Regions from separate parts of the Sus scrofa genome. Here region 2 is linked to region 1. Evidence: chromatin contacts called from public Hi-C data. All regions are on one chromosome and are shown on one strand. Each heading gives the region's core, a stretch centred on a gene start, on an enhancer-like site or on the middle of the called end of the contact. The rest is flanking DNA. Distances are from core to core; before and after follow the strand shown. Region 1 overlaps SEPT9 (septin-9). Region 2 has its middle 33 kb from the start of SEC14L1.

Evidence for each region. Hi-C and Micro-C count contacts between places; a contact is called where the count stands out from the background.
Region 2: a contact with region 1 is called in a Hi-C map of liver, with 4 times the contacts expected there. The contact joins two enhancer-like sites. A contact is called at or near these places in 4 of 47 Hi-C or Micro-C datasets (embryonic fibroblasts, liver, omental adipose tissue and 1 more) and 1 of 2 datasets of contacts at active chromatin or transcription factors (alveolar macrophages).

Annotation. Positions count from the first base shown.
Region 1 is chr12:4,273,035-4,278,053 of Sscrofa11.1, reverse strand. The region is part of intron 3 of SEPT9 (septin-9); the gene reads left to right. Among named protein-coding and RNA genes, the nearest start is that of SEPT9, 72 kb to the left of the region's middle. Within about 2 kb of position 2,668, at least 36 of the 83 cell types and tissues checked have an H3K27ac peak or open chromatin away from gene starts, as enhancers often do. A contact at or near this core is called in liver, where this site is marked.
Region 2 is chr12:4,519,618-4,524,366 of Sscrofa11.1, reverse strand. No RefSeq gene overlaps it. Among named protein-coding and RNA genes, the nearest start is that of SEC14L1, 33 kb to the right of the region's middle. Within about 2 kb of position 2,311, at least 16 of the 83 cell types and tissues checked have an H3K27ac peak or open chromatin away from gene starts, as enhancers often do. A contact at or near this core is called in liver, where this site is marked.

The sequences.
Region 1 (5,019 bases), core at 1,419-3,918:
CATGTTTGGTGGGAGACATCCAGACTTCACTAGGGCAGAGGCCACAGATACCCAGTCCTGGGTAGGGGGCCTGGCACGGTGGGACATCTCTGCTGAGTCAGGATGGTCAGGTTGGCACTGGACTGAGGTTGGCATTTGATGGCCCAGGGATGGGCGAAGTCCCTGGGGAGAATGTCCAGCCAGGGACCAGGCCTGAGTCTGTGGGTTGGGGAAGACTCAGCGAGGTGGCTGAGACAGAGGAGGAGAATCAGCAGCGGGAAAGCTGGGCCATCACGGGCTCCATCCCTGGGCTCGGGGCCAGGGTGACCCCTTTGTGCCATGCTCGTCAGAGCACGGCGGCTCCATCTGGTCAGAGCTTCAGGCCATAGCGCAAGCCTGCAGGAGTGCAGGAGGAGGGGCCCTGCCGGCGTCCCTCTGGCGTCCAACCCAGCACAGGGCTCAGGGGTGTGTGCGCCCCCTCCCCGCAGCCAGCGTCTCCCCCCGCCAAGCAGTGTCCCGGGGGTGACACCCGTCTATCCGCACACGCTGCTTTTCCTGGGGGATCCTGGGGGAGACGGTGTGTGTGTCTCCAAGATGCTCACACGGACAGGCCCTCCACCCCCTTGCTCACTGCAGAGAGCATTTCAAGTCCCAGGTCCTGCCCCGGGAAGCCTCGGGCCGTGTCCCAAGCTTTCACGGGGCTGCTCTGGCTCCTCCGCTCTGCCGAGGGGCTCTCTGTGGGCAAGCAGGGCTGAGGTTGCGTGGGGCGGGGAGCCGTGGGGTCTCTCGGTCAGTCAGGGCTCTGAGCCGCCCGGCGGCAGGGGCCCAGACCAGGCGGGCTGTCTGCAGAGAGGACGAGGAGGAGGGAGCCGTGGTAGAGGCCTTGGGTCGAGGCTGTGGGCCCGCTGCTCCCTGACCGCCTGCCCTCCTGAGCAGAACCCGGAGGGGAGTGAGGAGGGTGACGCCAGCTCTGCCAGCTCCCATCAGCCGGGAGCTGGAGATGCCAGTGGGTGGCGACATGATTCTCAATGGTCCGCAGCTGCTGACCCTCCCTTCCTCCCCCAGCCTCCCCGGACCCTCTAGCCTGCGGCCCAAGGTGTCCTCCCTCTCCCAGGGTCATTGGTCAGGCTTCCGTCCTGCCCAGGAATTCCTGGGTCCCTGGGTGGCCCCTCCCTGGCCCTGCCTTCAGCCGCACCCCCTCTGTGACTGGGCAGGGGGCCCGGGGCGGGGGGGGGGGGGGCCTTAGGCAGCATCCCGCGAGCCTGACATCAGAGAGGAAGTGCCTGATAGCTTTGGGGGGAAAGCTCTTTTCCCACTTCGCTCCTGGCCGAGGGACGCCCCCTGGCACCCCAGAGACCCCTGTCTAGTTCTTGTTATTTTAAATGATCTCATCAGTTGTGGGAGGAGGAGCCCCCAGCGCCCCCAGTCCCGCCCCCGTTTCACCAGGGAGCTCTGGTGTGTATCCGCTGACAGTCCTGCAGATAGGAGAGAGGGCTGGGGAGGGGCTGGGGGAGGGAGATCCTGGCCCTCCCCTGAGGGGACATCCCTGATAAGAGGAAATTCCACCCTGTGACAAATGGCCAGTTTCCACCCATCCAAGGAGGAGAATCTTTTTTCTTTTTCTAACTTTGCAAACTTTTGCCAAGAACTAACGGAATCTCTTTGGCCGCCTCGGACGCGGTGGGCGGGCCGGCCGGGGCTGGATCTTGGGTTTGCCTTGGGGTCTGGGGCCATCGTGCTGGAAGGCTCCAAAGGGGAGGGGGCTGTTGGGGCCTCCTTCCCTGATCCTTCAGGCGAGTGGGCGGTAGAACAGAAATAAAAGATAAATCCCTTGACACAGGAAGTCGGAGGCCTCATCCCTGGCCCTTGCTGCAGCATAAGTTCTGCAAGCTGCTTTTTTTGGGGGGGTGGGGTCCGAGCCCCGTGGCTGGTGGAAGTTCCTGGGCGGGGGATTGAACTCGAACCACAGCAGCGACCTGAGCCGCTGCAGGGACAGCGCTGGATCCTTCACCCACTGCACCACAAGGAAACTCCTGGAAGCCGCTCTTTAGGAAGTGAATAGGTCGGCGGTGGTGGTGGTGGCGGCGGCGGCGTGCAGGTTGGAACCTGCTCCGACTGAAGGTTGATGTCTCTTTAGGCCGCCGGGCGGGGTGAGCAGCCGAGCAGGAGGAAGAGGTGAGGAGGCGGGCTGGAAATGAAGCAGCAGAGGGGGGCCCCTTCCCCAGGGTGAGGGGGCCGCGGGCTGAGAGCTGGCTGCAGTCCAGGTTTGACTCTGTCGACCGAGGCCATGGAAACCGTGTTGGCAGAAGCCAAGACCTTCTTGAGATTCCTTCCTGGACAATAGAGGTTTGCTTTAACGGGTTTGGCGAGAGGAAAGGGCAGCAGTCAATGTGGGGGACCCCCCCGACTTTGGGGCGCCTCGGGGCCCTGAATGAATAGATTTGGACGGGGGCGGGCGCTCTCCTGCTGCGTCCCCTCCCAGGTCCAGCCGAGCGAGCGGGGTCGTGGGAACCCCCTCCTGGGCCGCCCCTCCTCCCGGCGTCTCCACGCGCAGAAGCCGAGCAACTGCAGTTTCGTTGCAATTGCAACTGCAGTTTCGTTTCGGGTCCCCGCGGGGGGGAAGAGGCGGCCCCTTCACCGGCAAATCCCGCCTTTCTTTGTGCTGCATCTCCAAAGCCTGGGTTTCAGGCCAGAGGGCAAAGTCTCAGGTTTCTGGCCTCGGGTTCCTGGTCCGACTGGGGAGAGGCTTCCTGCTCTGTACAAGTGCGAAGTGTAATTCGACTTGGAATTCCTCATTGATTAGATGAGCCGTGCGCGCTTTTAAAATTCATGCCTCAATCCCTGCCTGCACGCATTTGCAAAATCCGGTCGTTTATATTCAGTGTTTCCATCTTTAGAAGGGAACGGGAAGGTCCCTGGTGACATTTATGGGGAGTTTGTGGTGGCCTGGGTTGGCTAACGGGGACACAAGGAGGAGCGGAATCCAGTAAATGGGAAGAGATCCTGTTTCAAAGCCCTGCGGAGAAACGGCACCCCGTCTCCCTGATGGAGACCAGCTGTTCAGAACTCGGCCTTTGATCATGGAAAAAACCCTCTTCCTCACCCTTCCCTGGTCATGGAACCCAGAACTTCTTTGTTAAACAGCTCAATTCAGAAATAACATGATTAAATGCGAAGCTTTCTTTAGACTAAGGTACTCTCACCAAGAAACCTAAGGGTCCTTTGATAAATAAATCCCCCAAATAGTCCAGATTTATTTGCTTGTGTCTGTTATCTTGTGTTTTTTGGGTTTTTTTAATTTTTAGGGAGAGAGTTTTGTATTTTTTTGTTTTGTCTTTTGTATTTTTAGGGCCACACTCGCGGCACATGGAGCTTCCCAGGCTATGGGTCTAATCGAGCTACAGCTGCTGGCCTACACCACAGCCACGGCCATGCCAGATCCGAGCTGCGTCTGTGACCTACACCACAGCTCACGGCAGCGCCGGATCCTTAACCCACTGAGCGAGGCCAGGGCTCGAACCCGAAACCTCATGGTTCCTAGTCAGATTCCTTTCCCCTGCACCACAAGGGGAACTCCCATCTTTGTAAAAGAGGTTTGTGGAGTTCCCGTCGTGGTGCAGCGGAAACGAATCCCGACTGGAATCATGACCTTGCAGGTTCGAGCTCTGGCCTCACTCAGTGGGTTAAGGATCTGGTGCTGCCGTGAGCTGTGGTGTAGGTCACAGAGCAGCTCGGATCTGGCATGGCTGTGGCTGTGGTGTAGGCCAGCAGCTGTAGCTCTGATTAGACCCATAGCCTGGGAAGCTCCATGTGCCGCGAGTGTGGCCCTAAAAATACAAAAAAAAAAAAAAAAAAAGAGGTTTGTGATACATACACAAAAATCCTGAACGGCTGTCCAAGACTGGGTTCCTTGGGGCTGCTGTGAAGCTGCCTGGATGTTTTTGCTAATAAACATTTGAATATGTGAACTTCATATTCCTATGTGCCACCCGTTTTCATTCAGATTGATCTCAAGCCTATAGTGTCTTCTTTCGGTTTGTTACTGGGTAATAATAGGCACTTGATGTTTGCTGAGTGAATCATTGTTGTAGTCCTGGTCCACTAGGACCCCCAGATCGTTTTCTGCTGTTGCTGTTTATGGCCATTTTAAAAAGAGTGAAGTATAATTAATGTATAATATTATACGATATAGGCGTACGGTATAGTGAGTCACAGTTTTTAAAAGTTATACTCTATAGTTATTATCAAATATTGGCCCTGATGTACGATACACCCTTTTAGCTTATTTTATACCTAATAGTGTACATACATCTTAATCCGCTACCCCTGTATTGCCCTTCTCCCTTCCTTTCGCCACTGGTAACCATTAGCTTGTCCTTTGGGGGGGGGGGGCTGCACTCTCGGTGTGTGGAAGCTCCCAGGCCGGGAATGAAGTCATTAGTCACAGCTGCGGCCTATGCCACAACTGGGGCAACCCCAGATCCCCAACCCACTGCACCACCACACTCACTCTGCCACAATGGGAACTCCCAGTTGTATTTTTTAGATTCCACATGCGGCATCATTCTGTATGTCTCTCTCTTTCTGACTTATTTCACTCAGCATAGTGCCCTCCAAGTTCATCCTTGCTGCAACATTTCACTCTTTTGTAATGGCTGAGTTGTATTCCTTTTGTGGGTGTGTGTGTGTGTGTGTGTGTGTGTGTGTGTGTGTGTGTCACATCTTCTTCATCCATTCATCTGTGGATGGACACTTAGCTTGCTTTCATCAATTGGCAGTTGTAAATAATACTGCTGTGAACATTGGAGTGGATGTATCTTTTTGAATTAGGTTTTGTGGGGCTTGTTGTTTTTTGTTTTTTGTTTTGTTTTTCAGATACATACCCAGGAATAGAGTTGTTTGGTCATTTGGTAGTTCTATTTTTAGGTTTGTTTTGTTTGTTTGTTTTTTGTCTTTTTGTCTTTTCTTGGGCCGCTCCCACGGCATATGGAGGTTCCCAGGCTAGGGGTCGAATCGGAGCTGTAACCACCGGCCTACGCC
Region 2 (4,749 bases), core at 1,062-3,561, 250 kb before region 1:
GCAGGTGTGGCCATTAAAAAACAAACAAACAAACATGCAGTGAGATACCACTCAGACCCACGTGGTTGATTAGAATCAAAAAAACCTGAAAATAAGAACTATCGGGGGAGTTCCCGCTGTGGCTCAGCGGGTTAGGGACCCAACGTTGTCTCCCTGAGGATGCAGGTTTCTATCCCTGGGCTCACACAGTGGGTTAAGCATCCGGCGTTGCCACAAGCTGTGGCACAGGTCACAGATGTGGCTCGCATCTGGCGTTGCTGTGACTGTGGCTGTGGCTTAGCCGCAGCCCCAATTCGACCCCTAGCCTGGGAACTTCCATATGCCATGACCACACATGTGCAGAGAGACCCTCTGGGTCAGGAAGGGAAGGGGTGCCAGGCCATAATAAGTCTGGACAACCTTCCCGCCCATGCTCAGCTTTGGGATCCATCTGGGCCAAAAGGTGTGCACGCAGATCAGGGGAGGGCCCTGGGTCTGCTCAGGTGTGAAAGACAAAACAAGGTAATTGGCCAAAGGAAGACAAAGACCCAGAAGGGCTGAGCTGTATACGTGATATGCTTGCTTATTTATTTGTTTTTTCTTTTGAGGGCTGCACTCCCCAGCTCTCAGGTCCTTGATCTCAGACTGAAATGGCCTGAAAGGGAGCCCTGGATAGTTGGACACACATGGCAGCCTTGGGGAAGCAGAGGCTTAGGGGGAAGATGGGCGTGACCTCCCCCCACCCCCTGCTAGAAACTACCAGGGACCACCGTTCTCCAGAGCTAGTGACATGTAACTGTCCAGATCATTCTAAGCTATTCCCAGTGTGAAATGACACGGGGTCTCCAGTGCAACATTCTCTAGGGCACTGAACATTAAAGGAACGTGTCTTTGCATCCTAACCTGTTTTTTTCTGCTGAAATGCTGCCCCGGGGTGGGCTCTTAGCATTGAACCCCAGCCTTGTCTGTGACTGCAGCTCAGGACAATAGCCTTCATTACACAATGAGCATACCGAGTGCCTGAGCAGGTGATGGGGAACCCTTGAACCCACGGGAGGAGACTCGTGAAAACATCTCATGTGGCCAATGCCATACCCAAGCTTGGCTCCTGGAATGGTCCCCAGCTGTCTCCTGCTCAGCTCCAGCCCGTCAATGGAATAGGCCCCAGCTGGTCGAGGTGTAGTGATGGCGTGCTTGTTTTCCCCAAAGGATGCGTGTGTGTGTGTGTGTGTGTGTGTGTGTGTGTGTGGCTGGGCCTTAGCATTTATGACTTGTGTTCCTCTGGGTTATGTAAGAGACAGTGGAAGCAGGCAGAAGTCTAGTCTTTCAAAAAGATGGCACTTTGGAGTTCCCTGGTGGCTCAGTGGGTTAAGGACCTGGTGTTGTCCTGCTGTGGCTCAGATGACTGCTGTGGCTCAGGTTTAATTCCTCGCCCTGGAACTTCTATATGCCTTGGGTGCAGCTGATAAAAATGGTTCTTTAATAGTAGCAATAGGTAAGTTAATGTGTGGTCTCTAAGTTTAATGTTGAAAATGACTGTGGGATACAAAAGGCCTGTAGCAGAAACGTTAATAAAATTGAATTAAAGAGGGAGTGCCCAGAGTTCCCACAGTGGCTCAGCAGTAACAAACCTGACTAGTATCTACGAGGATGTGGATTCAATCCCTGGCCTTGCCTAGTGGGTTCAGGATCCTGCGTTGCTGGGGCTGTGGTGTAGGCTGGCAGCTGTAGCTCTGATTAGCCCCCTAGCCTGGGACCCTCCATATGCTGCACTTGCAGCCCTCAAAAGCAAAAAAAAAGGGAGGTGAGTTCCTGCTGTGTTATGGGGGTTATGGACCTCTCTGGGAGGATGTAGGTTTGATCCCGGACCTCGCTCAGCGGGTTAAGGATTCAGGGTTGCTGTAAGCTGTGGCATAGGTCACAGAATAGCCTGGGTCCAGTGTTGCCATGGCTGTGGCATAGGCCTGCAGCTGCAGCTCCGATTCCACCCCTGACCAGGGAAAGGTCCCTCTGCTACAGGGGCAGCCAGAAAAAAGAAAAAAAAAAAAGAGCTGAAGAGTCTTTCTATGAAGTCAAAATTTTGAACTTCTTTCTTTGTCCACTAGAGGGCGGACTCCTACACCAGTTACCTTTTGTAACTTGGTACGAAGTTTTTTGGGTTGGTTTTTGTTTTTCTGTAATTTAGCCAAAACCTTATTTCACCAGAAAGTTATGCATAAGGTTTATCTGCAGGGTTGGGCTCTTTCTTTCTTGGAAGCTGCCAGGGTGTCCCAGCTGCACCTAGTTCCCGGGAAGTATTTACCATGTCATGGGTCAGCTGAGCCAAAGTCCATCCTAGGACATGGCTGGGAACTTGGCACTTGGCACCTGAGGATCAGAGAGAGTTCTAAAGCAGCCTTCTGTCCAGAGTCACCCTTGGTGACAACAGGTGGTTCTACTCTGCATGAAAGATGTCCTTCTTTTTGTTGTTGTTGCTTTTTTTTTTTTTTTTTTTTTTTACGGCCCACCCACGGCATATGGAGGTTCCCAAGCTAGGGGTCCAATTGGAGCTACAGCTGCCAGCCTACACCACAGCCACTGCAATACAGGATCTGAGCCACGTCTGCGACCTACACCACAGCTCACGGCAACGCCGGATCCTTAACCCACTGAGCGAGGCCAGGGGTCGAACCCACAACCTCGTGGTTCCTAGTCAGATTTGTTTCCGCTGAGCCACGAAGGGAACTCCATGAAAGACATTCTTTGGTGAGGAATCCAGTGCAACACATGACCAGTATCCGAAAGTCCTAGACAGCGTTTGAAGGGAATAGAAGCATCTCTGGCCAGAGTAACTCAAACTCGAAACTGAAAGGTAGAAATCAAGACTAAAAAAAGTTTGTACAAAGCCAGCGTGGCTCAGCTTACTGATTGCTGCCTGTTAGAAAAGTGCCGTAGACTTGGGGGGGAGGGGATCACAACTCTGGAAGTGTACATTTAATTAGAGGGCTGCGTGCTCTCTGGTTTATGTAACCTGGTGGGTGCACCTGGTTGACAGCTTCCTGATGGATTGAACAAATGCTGAACGCTCACTGCTGGCCAAGTTAGGCCAGGACAGAAAGCAAAACAAGGTAACTCCTTGCCCTCAGGGAACTAACGTTTCAGTGCAGGGGACACAGAAATCATTACAGCAGTAGGACAATGGGATTGCTCTGGGGGAGGGAGAAAGAAAGAAAGAAAGAAAGAAAGAAAGAAAGAAAGAAAGAAAGAAAGAAAGAAAGAAAGAAAGGAAGGAAGGAAAGAAAGAGACAGAAAGAAAGAAAGAAAAGAAAAGAAAGAGACAGAAAGAAAAATGAGCTGGGAAGGAGTGGAGTGTGAGGTTTGCAATTTTAATCTTTGACCTTTAGCAAAATCCCAAAGTACAGAAGTAAGTCATACAATACCCTGGAAGAGCATCCCAGGCAGAGGGAACAGCCAGTGCAAAGGCAGCCAGAGCAGCCAGTACAATGGACCACAAGCAAGGAGAGTTGAAGAGGAGGGCTGCAGGGGGTGGGGACGGGGTCTCGCAGGATCTCCTGAAAACTGTGACTGGCTTTTACTCTGAGGAGTGTCAGCAGTCTTTTCGGGGCCCTTTTAGGGACCATCCCCCCTCCCAATAAAAGTAGTTAACATTAGAGGTACTTCCTATTCTTGTGCTAACAAATCTGCCTTTGAGCTGATCCCAGATCTGGGCTGGGGAGTGTTTCCTTTGGCGGCTGGAGGAGCTCTTGCTCTTGGTCTCTGCTGGTGTCCCGAGATGAGTGACTTGGAAAAATGTTTAGATATGACATATAAAGTTCCCAGAACAAATGACCTTTTTCCCATGTGCAGGCCTGGGGCCCTCCTCCTTGCAGATGAATACAGAGGCTGCTCCAAAGTCTGCCTGGCTCAGCAAAGCAAGGATCCTGGCCCCTGGCCGCCTGTAGACGCCTCCACCCTAGGGCTCCCTGTGTTGTGTGGTTGTCTTTTCACCTTTTTCCACCTTGTGGGGACCACAGGCTTGTCTCTCTGACAAACAGCTGCTGCATGTCATGTGCGTCATTCAATCACCACCAAGAAGATGACAAAAAACACATCCGCCTATCACAGACTGAAAGAATTCGTGTCACCAAGGGGGACAGGTGGGGGGCGGGGGGGGGATGGACCTGGGCTTTGGGACCGTCATATGCACACGGAGGGGAACTTGACCATGTTCCGTGGTGATCTCCGTGGGAAGGGACTCTGAAAGAGACTGGGGGTGTGCGTGTGTGCGGCTGGGGCCCCTGGCTGTACAGCAGAGGTTGTCGCAGCCGTGCACGTCGACTCCACTTCAGTAAGACGTTCGGGAAGCGTTCATGCGTCTGTAATCCCGACGACGTACAGGCCGTTTGGGTTGGACGTGGACACACGTGATGAACGCCTTTAAAACAATTAGCCATTCTGGTATTTTTTTCTCCAATCCGTTTTGCAGTCACAGCAGAAACGAGGTCTTTGTGGCCCATGTAATCACAGTGGAGCTGAGTGCGTCTTTGGAGGCTCTTGGGCTTGTCAGCTGTGCAGCTGATGGTGACACAAGGCTGCTCGGGGACGGCAGCCACTGTCAGCTGGCCACTTCGATTATTGTACGGAGTTAAAGGAAGACTGCTGTTTTCTTTCAACAACAAATTCCTTGTTAACACAGCCGAGACACGGGTTCTTTTTTTGGGGGGGGGGGACTGCATATGCAAGATCCAAGGCTAGGGGTCCAATTGGAGCTGCAACTGCCGGCCTACGCCA